3 separate regions of the Mus musculus genome follow, and all the other regions are linked to region 1. A link is a contact called in public Hi-C data. All regions are on one chromosome and are shown on one strand. The core of a region is the stretch at or near the end of the contact, and the rest is flanking DNA. Distances in the headings are between cores, read along the strand shown.

Region 1 (4,975 bases), core at 1,325-3,824:
CAAATATCAGGGTTCCACGCCTCCTCAACTGTGTATTTCAGTCTATGAATGTTTACTAAAAGCCCATGTGTAGGGGGAAAAGCTAGCACAAAGTCCCACAGGAAATGAAGAAATGGTGCCCCAAGAACAGTGGCCAGTGCATCCCAGATGCTCATGCCTTGGAAGGCTTAGTGGGGTACTCCCCTGCATCACAGACAGTTCTTTCAACCCCAGGAGGTGGGTGCTATGCTCATACTGTAGATGTTAAGTGCTCTCGGGCTCTGAGAGGTCCTTGATCCAAGGTCACTCCACTACAATGGATGAAGTTAGAATTTAGCTCAGGAAGTTGATCCAACACCTGTGCCCTTCAAACTCTCTGGACAACATGCCCAGACAACAGAAATTATAATCAGGATGACCAGTTATTTTGTGAACTGAAAATCAGGGCACTCCTGCTGACAAGAAGAATTTTTGATCTACTTCTGATTACAAGAGACAGACAGAGATGGCATTCGGATGCCAAAGTCGTAGAGTTTCTAGGACATCCCATGGACACGAAGAAATGGGAGGTCTGAAATTGGCTCTGCCCTACAAAACCTAAGCCAGAGTTTGAAAAGAAAAACATAAACCATAAGCAACAATTCCAAGGTAGGACAGGACAGGTACTGCAGGAGGGCCATCTGATCTCAGCCAGTCAGAGAAGGCTTGCCAGGAAGCGAGCAATGATCAGGAACCCAAAGCTCTAAGATGGGAAGAAATGGCATTTACTACCAGAGCAGAAAGAGCCCCACATGGAGGGGCAGTTACAGAGGAGAAGAAGGAGCAGAAGCTGAAGGTGCCGGCAGGAGAGACAACAGCTAGCTGGACCAACCCTGAACTGGCAGTGCATGGCAATGCAAGGGATAGAAGGAAAGAATGTATATGGTGTGAGGGAAAGGTTTACAGGAGCGTTGGTATGTGAGGGAGACAGCCAGATCAGGCCTGAGCACGCAGACTGACAGAGACAGGCTACTGCAGAGGATGCTGGGGCTAGAAGCTGGGACCACTATCCATACTACCAAGTCAGGAAAGAGGAGGGGTGGGAATAAAATAAAGGGAGGGAGGAAGGGAGGGAGGGAGGAAGGGAGGGAGACAGAAGGTGGACTATGAGAAGGGAGGTCAGCGTGCAGGAGGTAGGTACAGAGGTATAAGAGGACCTGACAAGGCCACCAGGGGACTGGGCCATATTTGGACAGTGAACAGATAAAAGTGACCTTGACCTTGGACACGTGGCTGGCTATAACCACCTAGTCAGGCAAAGCCAATCTGAACTCACCTCCACAGACCTGACAGAGCTGCAGTAGTGCCTGTGTCTCGGGAAGTACCACAGGACAACTTAATACTCAGACCATTCACACAGGGAGTGCATGGTCACCCCAGGCAAAACACACACTTCAGAGGCCCCGCTTTCTCCTGCAGCAGAATATGAAACCAATGTCCCTAAACCATCACTTCCCCCTATAATCTTAGTTTATAAATTATGCTAATAGGAGCCTGTAAACAATATGAATAATGAAATATAAGACATGGACTTCATTTGATAAAATATTCATTAAAGGTTTAATTAAAGAGGGGGAGAGACACAGACTTCTGCACGAAGGAGATCCCTATGGATCTAAAGAATTAAAGACTCGCACATCTGTTGCCAGTCAGAAATTGTGATTTAGCTGTGACACCGACCAAATGCAAACGTGTGGGGAGCAGCCAGAAAAATGAAAGCTCTCCTCAAAAAGAAAATGAAAGTAAAAAGATATTAATTAGGACCTTTTCCTGCACTCTCCTAACTTAGAGATCACTGTGTTTCCCTCCAACAAAGAAGATCAGAATCCGCTCACCTCAAATCAACTCTTAAGAATGACTTCGTTTTCTGAGCTTTCAGACAGGCTCCTCATCTGTAATACTTCAAAAACTAAAAAGTGTATTTAAAAAAGAAAATCTGGCCACATCTGAGTCTCAACACCTCACATAGGTGCATCTTGCCCGCCGGCCTCTCTATCCAGCTATCAGATGGCTTCACAAATCCAATTTCTAGCTGCAGCCCCAGTGAAGCACTGCTCTGAACTCCCCCTCCCCCAGCTTTGCAGAGAGCCCAGATCAAGCAGATGCATCCTTGGTTACAATTATCTGCGCATCTACCCAGCTATTAGGCCCCCAGCCCCAGGCTGGAAGCGGCTTGTTCTGAGTCACTCTTCTGTTCTGGGAGAGGCAACTTCAAGTTCTCAGAGAACGCGGAACAGTGAGTCAGAGAAGCAAGCCTGTCCCTGTGTTTTCGGGTGCCCCACAGAGGGGTCTTATGAAACCCAAAAGACTAAGCCTTTCCCAGCAATACTGAGAAAAATCACTGCACTTCCCCCAGCCTGCCCAAGAGCTTCCTTTTTATATACAATCAGTTCCTTTGTAGCAATAAGGGTCATAAAAATGCATGTACCTTATAATTGAAGAAATGCCTCTGGGAACTTATCCAAAGAATTAATCCCAAATTTGAGAACACTGTGAATCTGCTGCAGAACGATCCCTTCTTACAAAGAGTGTGCTGCAAGAAGCTAATTAAGTAAATTGGGGTACAGCTCGGTGGATGTGCACGGCCTTAAGTCAGTGTGGCGACAGAGACATGCCCACTACACCTTCACCCACTCACTGCTCACTGGATGCGCTGACACAATAGTGATTTGTCACCCTACTTACTGACAGAATTTCCCTTTGCCATTATAGGATCTTGACTGAGACTTGAGGAATGGCCTTCATTAAACAAACACAAACATAGTTGTATCTCTCAAAGCACTGGCACGGATCTGGGTTTGGTTTTAGAACACAGAATGTGATAGCCTGGCTCATGTCTACTGTTTCATTTGCATATTCATTTATGGCAGTGAGTGAAATCGTAGCTTGTCACCCCACCCAGCACTTTGCAGGTGTCCCAAACTCAGTGTGTCCCACAGAGTCCACAGTCTTATCACCCTTCCTCAAACTGGCCCTCTCTACAAGGGGCTTGATGGTGGTGGACAGCTCTTAGTCAGAACTTGAAGACCGAGTCAGGTGAATCTCTGTGAGTTCAAAGCCAGGCTGTTCTATGCAGTGAGTTCCTGGCCAGACGGGACTACACAGGGAGAGACTGACACAGAACAAACATAAAGAGTTATCATTAGTGGTATGACTTCCTGGATAGTCTCCAGCCCTTCTAAATACTGTTTGTGGTCCACAATGATTTTAATGAGGGAGCATTAACTTTGTCATTTTTAAATGATATTCTGTCTTATCACTGGAAACAATATAGAGTGTTAGAAAAATCAGGTAAGGAACTATTACCTCAGAGAAAAATAAGTAAAACCAGAGACTAGACAAAGAATGGCTGGCCCAGGACTACGAGCTGTTTGTTCTTTAAGAAAGCACATGAGAGAGAGAGAGAGAGAGAGAGAGAGAGAGAGAGAGAGAGAGAGAGAATGAACAAGAGAGAATGAGAACACAGGGAAATTCCAATGGGAAATCCTTTTCTTTGCATGAAGTAATTCCCTTGGCCACCACACTTTGTGGCGAGATTGATTGCCAGCCTACAAGGATCTCGTGCCCGAATCAACAAAGTGTCCAGCCTGTCACTAGAGTCCTCAGGAGAGTTCCAGTGTTCTCAAGAGGAGGAATACTTTCTGGCCCCATTACACATAGACCCTGTACACAATTTGGAACCTATTTTGTTCCTGACCCATAGCTCGAACTACTTAAACCAAACAAGGAAGAAAATAAGAGATGTGAAAAGAAACAGATTTCCAGAGGTGCAGACCCAAGGTGGTTGCTCTGCTCTGGCCTGCACCTGCCCTGTTACCAGGGCAGAGCACCGCAGGCTTCTCAGCGCCTGCTCATAAGAGCTCTAGTTTCCTCCACTAGGGATCAAGGGTAAAACAGAGAGCATGTCTCCCTCATAGGGAAGCCGACAAGGGCAAATGGAATGGGCTTGTTATAAAAGCACTTAAGGCAAGGACTAGCCCCGCAACTAAAGGGCTGCCACTGCTCCCACCCCATGAGATCTTCCCACTGTAGCAGGTGCCCTCTGGGAAGGCTCAGCCCCAGCCCAGCAGCAAACAGCTCCCTATACAAGGACAAGACCTTCATGCTCTCCCCTGCCCCTTTCTCAAGCCAGGTGCTCAGTTCACAAGACACCAGTTATGTCGGGAAGTAGAATTACAAAGCAGGCTTTGATAAAGCCACGCTGAAAATAGGTCAGCTTGGCTTCAAGTTCCAAGCCTGCCTGGCCCCAACTCAGTCTGTTTTGATGTTTCTTCCTGTCAAAAAAAAAAAAATTAAGACAATAACAATTCTTCTGGCATGAGGACTGTACGTGGGCCAGCCATATCTGCTCAGAAGCAAATCCAAGCTATCCAGGGCTAGCCAGATCCCCAAGTGGGAGGCCCCTCTGGGCAGGCATGAAGTCGTGTCTCACCAGAGTTGTCAGCCCTGTGGTTCACCTTTCCTGTTTCTATTAATTAAACTTGATTTATGAAGCAAGCCTTTCACCAGCAGTCTAGGTGTGATTTGACAAAGGCCTGCAAAGAAGGCAGCTCCGACCCACATTTAAAAAGGAATTAGGCAGGCACAAATTGACACATCCTTTTCTTTTAAAAAGTGTGGAGAAGGGGTGTGACTCAAGCTTTCTGTTCTTCAGGAAGGCCTTGTCTTTGTCTATTGAGACATCCCAAGTTCCCATTTGTCTCCCATCAGTCTGCACTGGCTCCTGCTCTCTCACAGCCCTGCTCATCCAAACCAGAACCAATAGACTCTAATAGAGTCATTGAGGTGAGTGGCAGGCAGGAGGCAGGTGTGCTTTGCAGATACGCATTCTTTTAAGCCTCTCATTAAGGGAATCCACCCAGGACAGAAGTTATTGGCCAAGAATATTGAGAGATCTTTCTTCAAGGAGCTCCTGGCTTAGCTGGCAAATAAAACCCCAACACAACCATGGGAAGGC
Region 2 (4,975 bases), core at 655-3,154, 120 kb before region 1:
TTCTTTTAGTACTTCCTGATGCTGCTAAGCTTCCCAAGGGATGGGGGCAAGAGGTAAGGCTGGATAACGCATCAGTGGCAGGACTGTGCTCCTTCCCCAGGAACAGGGGTCTGACCCCAAGCTCTTCTGTCCTTGCATCATTTTCATGGCAAGCATGAGCAGCGTCGTGCTGTGACAACACGGCTAAACCCCAAAGTCCCAGGTGGCCCCTGAAGGCACCGCTACATGCTTGTGCTAATGCGTGTTGCTCACACAGAGCGAGGGATTTCTATGACGCAGCCACATTCACCTTGGGAAATGTGGGTCAAGGTCAGACTGAGGCCTCCAGGTCTGAATCAAGACCTGGAGTTGTGCCCAGAAAAACTACTCTCTTTGTTAGAGAAAGAGAAAGGTGGTACTGTGGGAAAGGTGGCACAGCAACCGAGGTTCCTGCCCCACCATCGCCAGCAGAGTCGGTCTGTGTTCCCAGCAATAGAACGGCCATTCCTCACTCCAGGAAGCCAGCTTCCTCAAAGAGATAAGATGGCTTCCTCTCTCTCACATCGTCAAACCACCCCAGAGGCCACGCTGCTACTGAGGTGAGTGGCCCCCAGGAGGGGTTACCTCTCTTGACAGAGGCCCCAAGGCACTCATCAGCATGTTGTAAATACTAAACCCAAGCAGGTCGGCTTCATCCTTGGCCTATATTGGTGTGCAAGCTTTACAGAGTTCTTCCTTCTCGAGCTTTTAGGGCCCTGTGAGCCAAATGCTTTCCATCTGACTATCCCCTGATGCCTTTCCTCTTCAGGCCTTCTGAGGAGGCTAGGATTCTAACACAGACAACCCCACTTAACCTCTGAGCTCAGCATTCTCACACTGCAACAAAACCATGCCGTGTATCTCTCTTCTGGGTGAGCGGCTGGCGCGCAGCTGGCTATCTGCCTCTGCAGTCCATGTCTTCTCAAAGATTTTTTCCTCTTTCTGACTGGGGTCCATCTTGGTGTCAGCACTAAGCTGTCCATGCCAAGGTATCCAAGCAAAGCGTGCACTGCCTCCCAGCTACAGCAGTGACCCACAGACAGCTGGGCAAGCTGTTCTTGGTATACACATCTCTATGTTAATGATCCTGGATGCTTTGTCAAGTGGTTGGGGACGGGGTAAGGGTGCGGTCAACAGTATTTAGGACAAAACTTTATATTTAACTTTATACTTCCCAAATAAGGCTATTCTCATTGAAGAGAACTGAGTGCCCCCAGATGGCTTTTGTTCTGTTTTTGGTTGGTTTTTTTTTTTGGGGGGGGGCTACCTCCCTTACTCTTGAAGCTGAGATTACTAGCTTTAGCATGGCCTTGGGTAAATGAGCCAGCGACGCCCAAGAAGCAATTTGAAACATGTAGCCTGGAAAAAAAAATCAGCCAAATAACATTATTGGAATTTCTAAACAGTTTAAACTTAAAAGCATCATTCAAGGAAAAGCATTTCCAAGCGTGTCTTCCAGGCTAAGAATATTCACACTGAATCAAACGAGCTCCCTCAGTTGGCTCAGAGGCTTCTTCATAGGCACAGTGCAAACGGAAAGGTGCCATCTCAGTGATGCCACACGTTTGAGGGAAAAGGCCAAAAGACCAAGCATGACCAAGCATCAGAGAAACCAAGCGATTAAAACATAGGCACTTTCCACACAGCGCATGCAGCTCACGCAATGCCTATGCACAGGGAGAGGAAACCAGAAACGTCAGGCAAGGAGCCTCCACAGAGCAAGAACACCTCAGCAAGTTACCGTGATCTTTAGCCCTGCGTTGTCGAAAGCAGCAAAACTTCCTTTTCTTCTTATCCTCTCTTAGCAGATCAGCCACCGTGACCCCTTCAGGTTGAACACAGGCAATTCCATTACCAGACAGTAGAGGGCAGCAAGAGCAATACAAACAGGGCAGCCTAGCAGGCAGGCAGGCAGGCAAGCAGGCGGGCAGAAAGGGCAGCAACAGCTGGTCCAGTGTGGAACAGCGGAGGCCTGAGGCATGTCGGCATGTCTCCAATCCACTTTTGCCACCCACTCCTCCTAGCTAGGAATCTATAGCTCAGGATCTGAAGGGTTGAGGGCATTTGTCAACCTGTCCCAGAGAACCTATTCTGAATGCGCAATCTACTATCTAGTTTGTGACACAGGTCTCCTATGTTTGTCCTTGCATCTAAGAAAGTGCTTAAGGAAAGTGCCCTTCAGGGAGTCAGAGGCTCTGGGTATGAATTGGGAGTGTGATGCCAATCAGGACTGGTCTCTGGGGCAGGGCAGGTGGCAGTGAAGAAGGTGGGCTCTGGACTCTGACAACTGTACCTCCCACTGCTGTATGAACATGGATTGGTTACCTAGTGTTGCTTACTCGTGAGATATTAGCAAGGACTGGGCCATTGCTAATGAGTTGCTGGAGAAGAAGTAAATGAGAACCAAGGTAAGAGAAGCGATGTGCTTCACTCCAGCGACACATGACCACCCATAACTGTTAGCATCCTTGTTACTAAAGCCCCTAATGGTCATCGGGTCACAAGGGAGACAGTCACAGACTCTCTGACATCTAGCAGTGCTGCATTTCTGAACTCGTGCCAAGCCATCCAGCTAACCTCTAAAGTAGAGTCTACATGTGCATGCTCAGAAATGGGAGTGCACAGGCAGTATAGGGGGCCATATTGGGGCCTGCAAAAGCATAGGAACACGGGCCTACACCTTAGTGGGACTACTGCATTTCTACAAAGGGCATGCTCTCTCCACACTGCAAGTTCCCCCTCCCCAACCTAACCCTGAAGAACATGGCACAAATGTTCCAATACCCATGAGTTGGAACATAGCCCATGAACAAAGCTGTGTGAGATCTCTGAGACCTTGTGAGAAAACTCTAAGTAACTAAGACAAGAGGTCTTATAACCTCGGTGCAACAGGATGTGGGTTGTTTTTGGAATGCGCTTATGTCCCCTTCCTGGGTGTAGTAGTGAATAGGAGTGAGCTCACTTCAGACTATTCATTACAACTGGCTATTGTTACTTGTTTACTCCTCCAAGGAAAAGCATGGTTTTGCCATGTGTGTCTTGTCCTCCTGACTGTACACTTTTCTCAGGTGACTCTTGTTAACCCCCAGAGTATAAACTGTCTGATGCTCTGAATAAAGCTGGCTATTGCATGGGACTTTACTCCACCTTGTTTTTTTAGGCCCCACTCTCCCAGGTTCACGCTGCTACCCTGAGCGCCAACAGTGGTGGGTTCCAACTCCAGTGCAGCGCTTCACGACTGCGCAGCCTCGGGAGGCTATGTAAGGCTGGCACACTCTGATTTCCTCATCCATCAAGTTCCTGTCTCATAGAGCAGTGTGAAGAATAAGAACTCATGTGCCCATAGCCCCAGGAACAGCATCTGATACACACGAAATGCCAGATAAATGCTAATTGCCGCCCCATGACCTTTGAGTAAATAAATACCAGACTGCTTAAGCTTGTGATGAAAGCCACACGGCATGTGCTGATTTAATCGTCCCAGGGGAGAGCAGGCCAGGGCAGATGACAGTGGGCACTGCATCCAACCTCTGACCCCAGGGCTGGCCCTCCCATCAGTCTCCCCAGTCATAGCACTGCCAGCTGCTCCTCCAGAGAGGGTAGGTGACCTGGACTCATATTTATCGTGAGCCACCTACCTACTGCTGCTGTTTCTTCTATGGTTTTTGGTAGAATATTTTCATTTCTAAACTTCTTTGGGATACTTTGTGATTAAAAAGCTGTCTTATAAATTAAAAGAAAAAAAAGAAATGTGATTTTCTTTTTCTTTTCTTTTCTTTTTTTTTTTTTTTTGTTTGTTTTATTTGAGATAGAATTTTACACATCCTGGAGCCTGGTCTCCAAGGGTAACCTTGAACTTTGTATCACACTGTCTCTTCTTCTCCAGTGCTGAGATTATGGCATACCATGTCCAGTTTATAAGGAGCTGGGGACCAAACACAAGGCTTTGTGCATGTCAGGCAAGCACTTTACCAACTGAGCTGCATTCCTCAAATACAGTCTTTCAAAACAAGGTCAGCAAAGCACCATGGTGTTTATTTACAAACAGCTATGCCACCTGTGACTCTCTGCTGACCCCTGAAACAAACCAATGCAGGAAACCAAACAGACAAACAAAAATCAGGTAGCACTGGCCAGGCAGGCAGCCAGGGTGACCTTCTGCACTGAGGCCCATGGTAGAAGAAGCAATGAGAGGTGGGTGGGCAGTGGCCACCACTCTGGGACCAACAAGGAAGCAGGCTACAGTCAGGTACTCTTGTGGGCAATGGGGGCAGCAGGTACCCGCTCCTCCTTTCTTTGGGTATCAATTATTACTACTTAGAGGAATTACTGGTCCCTAAGAGTCCCCACAATAAGGCTGCCCTGATTCATTTGGTCAGAATTTTAGAATGGGCTCCCTTTTAAAATGGTTTCATTATTTTAAAATTTTTTTAAAAAAATTAACCATGACAATGAGAAGAGATTAAAATAGAATTTTAGGCTTCCAGATTTTAATAGCCCTAGAATAACACCATTGTTCATGAAGAAGCAGCTGTAAGTGTCCAAAAAAAAAATCACACACACACACACACACACACACACACACATGCCCCACAGACTTGGCAGGGTTTCTTAAAGAAATTTGAAGCTCAGCAAAAAGTTAAATAAATTATCCTTGAAAATTCCCCAAATGCTCAGGAGCTACCTTCTGAGATAATTTTGTCTATTCAATTAATTGTGGCGCAGCAGCTTTCTAATAGCAAGTTTACACTGTGGATATCTTAAATAGCCCAAGAATGCTCACAGGAGACTTCCCTGTCATCAGCATCAGATACCTAGGATAGGGCCCTCCAGACAATTCTTAGACCCATGAGAGATTCAGCCACTGACACAGGTCAAGACTCAGAGATTCCTAACTAGGGCTCCCTGGGACTAACTCCCAGGAGCACACAAAGAGAGGTCCCCTGCCATCTGCTTA
Region 3 (4,975 bases), core at 1,778-4,277, 97 kb after region 1:
ACACACCCTCTGCAAGCTGGGGAGACAGGAAGCCGTAGCCCATGAAGCCCCTTGCCTGCAGTTGCCACCATTGCTCACATTCCAGACTGCTAAGGCTCTGAGAAGTGTCACTGCAGAAAGCAAATCCTTTTGAAGCACAGATGGCAAATGAGAAAGACTTCCCACAGAAAAAAAAGGATACTTCCATTCCACTATACTAATGCAGGCTCTTCGGATGGGGTTATTGAGGGATAAACAGAAAAGGGCACGGGCAGGTCGGCTGTTAGACGAGTTACCCTGTTTTTTGCTCTTGGCGTATTGCTGACGTTTTCTTTGGGAGAGAGATCCTACAGGTGGGGGTGCAGAGGTGCTCATGGTCTGGGCGGCCTTGGCCTGTCTAGCAGCATCGATTGCAGCTTGCCAAGATAGGACAGTTTGCTTGGAGCTGTTGGGCTGAGAAGTTGGTCCTTCACCAGAAATAGGGAGTCTGGTGCCTCTTGCATAGTTTGCCTCTGAGGAGAGGAGAAAAGAGATTATTCCTTTTGGAAAAAAAAAAAAGAAGAAGAAGAAGAAGAAGACTTCAATCCATACTATCTTTTTAAAAAGCAAAAGTGTCTCCCATCTTGCATTTCCCATTTTGAACCTTCTGTCACAAGTAGTGGGGTTTGGCCAGGCAATGCAAAAGTCACCAGAGCTCTACTCTGAGCATCAGTCATGCAGGGCCATTGTTGTGCCACACCTAACCACACTGGTACTCTTCCATACCTGTGTCTTCAAAAGGAATCTTTTAGTGCATCTCTTCTGACAAACTGAGGCCATTCTCACAGTGATCCCGTGTCTTTTCCTGACTTTGAAAACACATGTATCTCTCATGGCTTAACAGATATACACAACTCCCTTTCTCAAAAAGTAATTACCAACACACACACACACACACACACACACACACACACACGCACACACGCGGGCACACGTACACACACACTCAACCAATAATTCAGTAGTTTTAACCACTTTTAGACTATTCCTCCAAAAGCTCTCCATAGCCATATATGCAATTTTTTCTACATGGGAAAAAAAAAAAAAACCTCTTTACTGGCACCAGGCAATACCAAAAGCCCCACAACAAATATCTAGATTATGCATTAACACTTCCTACAAATGAAAATTCATGATGCTTGGGACTCATTTCCTCCACAAGCTTCAGAAAACAGAAAAACATCTTTAAGGCTTTTTTATTATTATTATTGCATTTTAAATTGCAGCAGCAGCAGCCAAGCCAGCATCTAATCGGCCTGCACCCTAAGAGTCAGGGTGCATTATGTCAGGGAACCTCAAGGCCTATGCAATAATTATCTCAGTGTAGAGTAGCATCCAGGTACTCCCAGGGCAAAATACTCAAAAGCGGGCGGGGGAGGGGGGAAGGGGAGGGCATGGGATGGAGGGTGTCCCTTCATGTATAGAGCTCGCCTCACTGTGGGTCTGGTCATTCCTTGGAAGATGGACATTGGGCCACCATCACCTCTGCTGAAGCAGATGTCAAAGTGAGAGTGGTGTCAGAGGTTGGAAATCGGGCGTTTGCAAAACCAATTATCACTAAGTAAAGAGTCAAAGCAAGCACAGGTCTCCTGCCCTACTGTCCTTAAGCCTGGGACAGAGCAAAGCAGGCAGGTGGCACTCAATCTGAGATCAGGGACTAGTTTTGCCAAGCGGTTCCTTTGAGAAGCGCTCACCGGAAAAGGCTTCAAGAAAACCAGGGCTGGGAAATGCTAACGACCTCCATGAAGGGAACCTGGCCAAAAGCACCCCAGCCTTCTTAGACCCGGCCCCCGCTGGTGTGGAAACTGCACGTGGTGAGTTGCAGAGCCCCACAGCGGCAGCAACTCTCTGGGCATTGCTAGGTTACCGACGTGTGCACAGGAGGCACAGGGAGCGGGAATACACGCTCCACCCGACCCTGTTCCCTCAGATCCCAAGACCCGGGGCTTCTCCCATGAGATGATGGGACCAAGCGACCCAAGGGGTAAACCTGGAACAGTCCTAGAATTTTCCTGATGCTACTAAGGACCTTCTTCTTAGTCAACCAGAGGCGCGGGAGATAGGGGGAGGCTGGAAAAAGGGTTCAGGCTGAAGACTAACACCTCCTCTTCCATCGCTCAGGGGCGATGAAAGAGGAAAGTTGAGCCCGAGCACACTGAACCCGGATCACCTCACTCTTGCCCCTTGGCTCCACAGTACTCCACACACACCCAAATGGCCGCCCCCACCCCAGCAAATGCAGAATTAACTGACATTCACGGCCTGAAGAGGAGAACGGAGTAGCTGCCGCGCATCACCCCTTTCTATGTAGATGACACCAAGCCAAAAGCATCATTTCCAACCCCCTCAACCCACCCAACGCATCGGAGATGGGGGGTTGGGGGTGGGAAGAGTAGGATCATGATAGGATGAGGTTTGGCAGCGGGTACCCAAGCTCAGGCTGCTCACCGTTCGCATGGTCCTCTTGGTGCTGCCGTTGATGTTGCATTTTTTTCATCATCATCATCATCATCATCCACGAACATTTATTGAGCGCCTACTGTGTGCAGGGCACTATGCTCAGGGTTAGGGAGGGGGAGGAACGGATATGGGAGGTTACGGATAGGTAGGAGCCGCGGTCCCTGCCCTTATTTTCGCTTCAGCAGGGGGTGGGGAAGGACAGAGACAAATAACCAAAAATAAAGATAATTTATAAAAACCGCCTGCCACCCACGCTCCTTCTTTTTTTTTTGAAAAATGGAGCAAAATAAACTTTTTGTAAAAAATAAAATCAGATGTATATATTATCTTAGTAATATATACATGTAATTTTTTATTTTTTTTATTTTTTTTTACTGCAAAGGAGAATTGGCTTGGTCCCCTCCTCTAGCGGAGGGACACCGTGGTGGTGCCCGCCCGGCCTGCCGGGCCGCTCGGCGCGCCCCCCATGCCGCCCGTCCGCCCGCCCGCCGCGGTGCCCGGTGCCCCGCCGCCGCCGCCGCCGCCCGCGCCGCCGCTGGCTCGGGACCGCGGGCAGCCGGAGCTCACATCCGGGGACGGAGGCGCTCGCCCGCCCGCCCGCCCGCCCGCTCCGCGCCCGCCGCGCCGCGCTGCACGCCGGCTTCGCCCTGGCGACGCTGCGCGCCCGCCGCCGCCGTCCCCCGCCCTCCCCCGCGCGCCCGGGCCTCCCACCGGCCGCGCCGCGCCCCAGCTGCCCGCCTGCGGCCCACGCGCCCCCCGGACTCCACGGCGCGCGACTCGGACGCCGCCACCCCCAGGCTGGCGCGGCTGACCGAGGGTTAAGTGCGCTGCGGCCGCCGACAGCCCGGTTAACCCCCTCGGCGCCGCCGCGCGGGCGCCCCTTCCCCGAGCCAGGCCCGTGGGGCCCCGTGCCTGCTGCTAGGGGCGCCGATGCGCCGCTCCTCTACACGGCGTCCCCAAGCGGAGGCTGCTGGGGTCCCCTGGGGTCCGCTGGGCTGGCTCTGGTGGCCTTCGCACTCTCACACCTGGGGGAGGCCCCGCCCCCCTCCCCCCAGGAACCCAGGTGCCCGCAGGCGATCGCTGCTGCTGCAGCATCAAAGCTCAGGGTTCGAGGGCTCTGCTTGGACTGGACAGGCGTCCCCCAGCTCTTACACCGTTTCTTCCAGTTTAGAGGTGCAAAGAGATGGGGGGCTTGTTCTTTGGGGAGCACTGACTGTCCTCAGAGATCTGCCCTCAGCCCTGAATCCCGTCCTCCCTCCCTTATGCATACGTGGCGGTGGGCTCCCTCCCTCTCGCCATCACCTCCACGTGTATTTGGAGACAGGTACAGAGAAGTAACAGCCAAGGTCTTTCAAACTGCTAGTGTGGAGAGGTAGACTGTGCAGCTCAAATTGATGACTCGTTTAGGAATTAATACTTTTTTTTGTACCTTCTCGGCCTCCTGTTTGTAGTGGGGGAGGTCTACAGGCCCCAGCTCCGTCTGGAGGGGGAAATACTGTATCTAGTGGATGACTGATATTTTTCATTTAGCTTTGTGCTGGCTGTTGGGAAAAGGCGTCTGCTTTGTTACTTTGCAGGATTCGATTTATTTGCCTTTGTTCGGATCTGCTTGTTCCTACGGAGTTTTAGAACGTTTGAGAACAGTGTCTTTAAAGCAAAAGGCTCAGCGTGAATTAAGAAAATAAATGTTTCTGGGAAGGTGCTCCTTGCTCAAAGAGGACACACCGAGCATCTCTGATTGTTGCAGGGGGGATCCACCTGGGAAGAATGACTCTCCAGGGGTCTTCCTGAGAGAGGGGTGTCTAGTTAGGATAGAGGAAAACAACCATGCTTGCCTGCTTTTTCACTTGGCTCTTTGGAGAGTGGCAGGATTGGGAAGCAGCCTGTGGCCTGTGTAAAAGAAAGCTGGTCTGAGCAACCTCACCTGTGCTGGTGCTTAGCTGAAATCAAAAAGGATGCAAGAACATATCCTTTGATAGGTCAGATTTGCAAGGAAGCACGTGTGTCACTATCAGAATTCCAGGTCTATAGCTTATCCTCTGGAGACTTCTACAGAAAATGCCTTGCTAACACTGGCCCATTGTCCGATTTAGTTCAGCCAACACTGAACAGGCATCTGTTAAGCGCAGTTGTCTAGGCTAGGAGTTACCAATTTTGATCTGTGTGCACAGTCCCTTCCTCAAGGGCAAACCATCTACTGGAAGAAGCAGAAGCTGGGCTATACCAAGTGTAGGAAGCACTATGCAAGGGTGCTCTGGAGCCCTGGAATTGAAGGGCTCTGAGAAGTCTTCCCAGTTCTGTTAACCGCTTAACTAAGCGGGGAGAAGAGACAACCACAGGGCAATGAAGCTATTCTGTATGTCACCATAATGATGGACCTAGAGCATTATTTGATTGTCAGAGGCCATAGACCTGTGCTCCACAAAGGTGAACCGTGATATAAACTGTGGACGGAAGTTAACAATAACCCATTGCTACTGTTTCAACAAATATACCA

What was found. Hi-C and Micro-C count contacts between places; a contact is called where the count stands out from the background.
Region 2: a Hi-C map of forebrain shows a contact between it and region 1, with 3 times the contacts expected there. The contact joins two enhancer-like sites. A contact is called at or near these places in 12 of 484 Hi-C or Micro-C datasets (CD4 T cells, LSK cells, bone marrow-derived macrophages and 5 more), 1 of 115 datasets of contacts at active chromatin or transcription factors (double positive thymocytes) and 1 of 9 other capture datasets (pancreatic islet).
Region 3: a contact with region 1 is called in a Hi-C map of olfactory sensory neurons, with 2.3 times the contacts expected there. The contact joins the promoter of Cacna1d here to the enhancer-like site in region 1. A contact is called at or near these places in 4 of 484 Hi-C or Micro-C datasets (cerebral cortex, cortical neurons, nephron progenitors and 1 more), 5 of 115 datasets of contacts at active chromatin or transcription factors (double positive thymocytes, embryonic stem cells, forebrain and 2 more) and 3 of 9 other capture datasets (adipose tissue, macrophages and pancreatic islet).

The regions. Positions count from the first base shown.
Region 1 is chr14:30,253,722-30,258,696 of GRCm38.p6, forward strand. All of the region lies in intron 3 of Cacna1d (calcium channel, voltage-dependent, L type, alpha 1D subunit), which reads right to left. Among named protein-coding and RNA genes, the nearest start is that of Gm52107, 32 kb to the left of the region's middle. Within about 2 kb of position 2,575, at least 29 of the 459 cell types and tissues checked have an H3K27ac peak or open chromatin away from gene starts, as enhancers often do. A contact at or near this core is called in cerebral cortex, cortical neurons, double positive thymocytes and 2 more, where this site is marked.
Region 2 is chr14:30,135,282-30,140,256 of GRCm38.p6, forward strand. All of the region lies in intron 9 of Cacna1d (calcium channel, voltage-dependent, L type, alpha 1D subunit), which reads right to left. Among named protein-coding and RNA genes, the nearest start is that of Gm52106, 65 kb to the left of the region's middle. Within about 2 kb of position 1,905, at least 44 of the 459 cell types and tissues checked have an H3K27ac peak or open chromatin away from gene starts, as enhancers often do. A contact at or near this core is called in double positive thymocytes and forebrain, where this site is marked.
Region 3 is chr14:30,350,459-30,355,433 of GRCm38.p6, forward strand. It overlaps Cacna1d (calcium channel, voltage-dependent, L type, alpha 1D subunit), which reads right to left and starts at 3,028. Exons shown (of 47, transcript NM_001083616.2): 1 at 2,467-3,028; 2 at 182-491. The coding sequence starts at 2,533.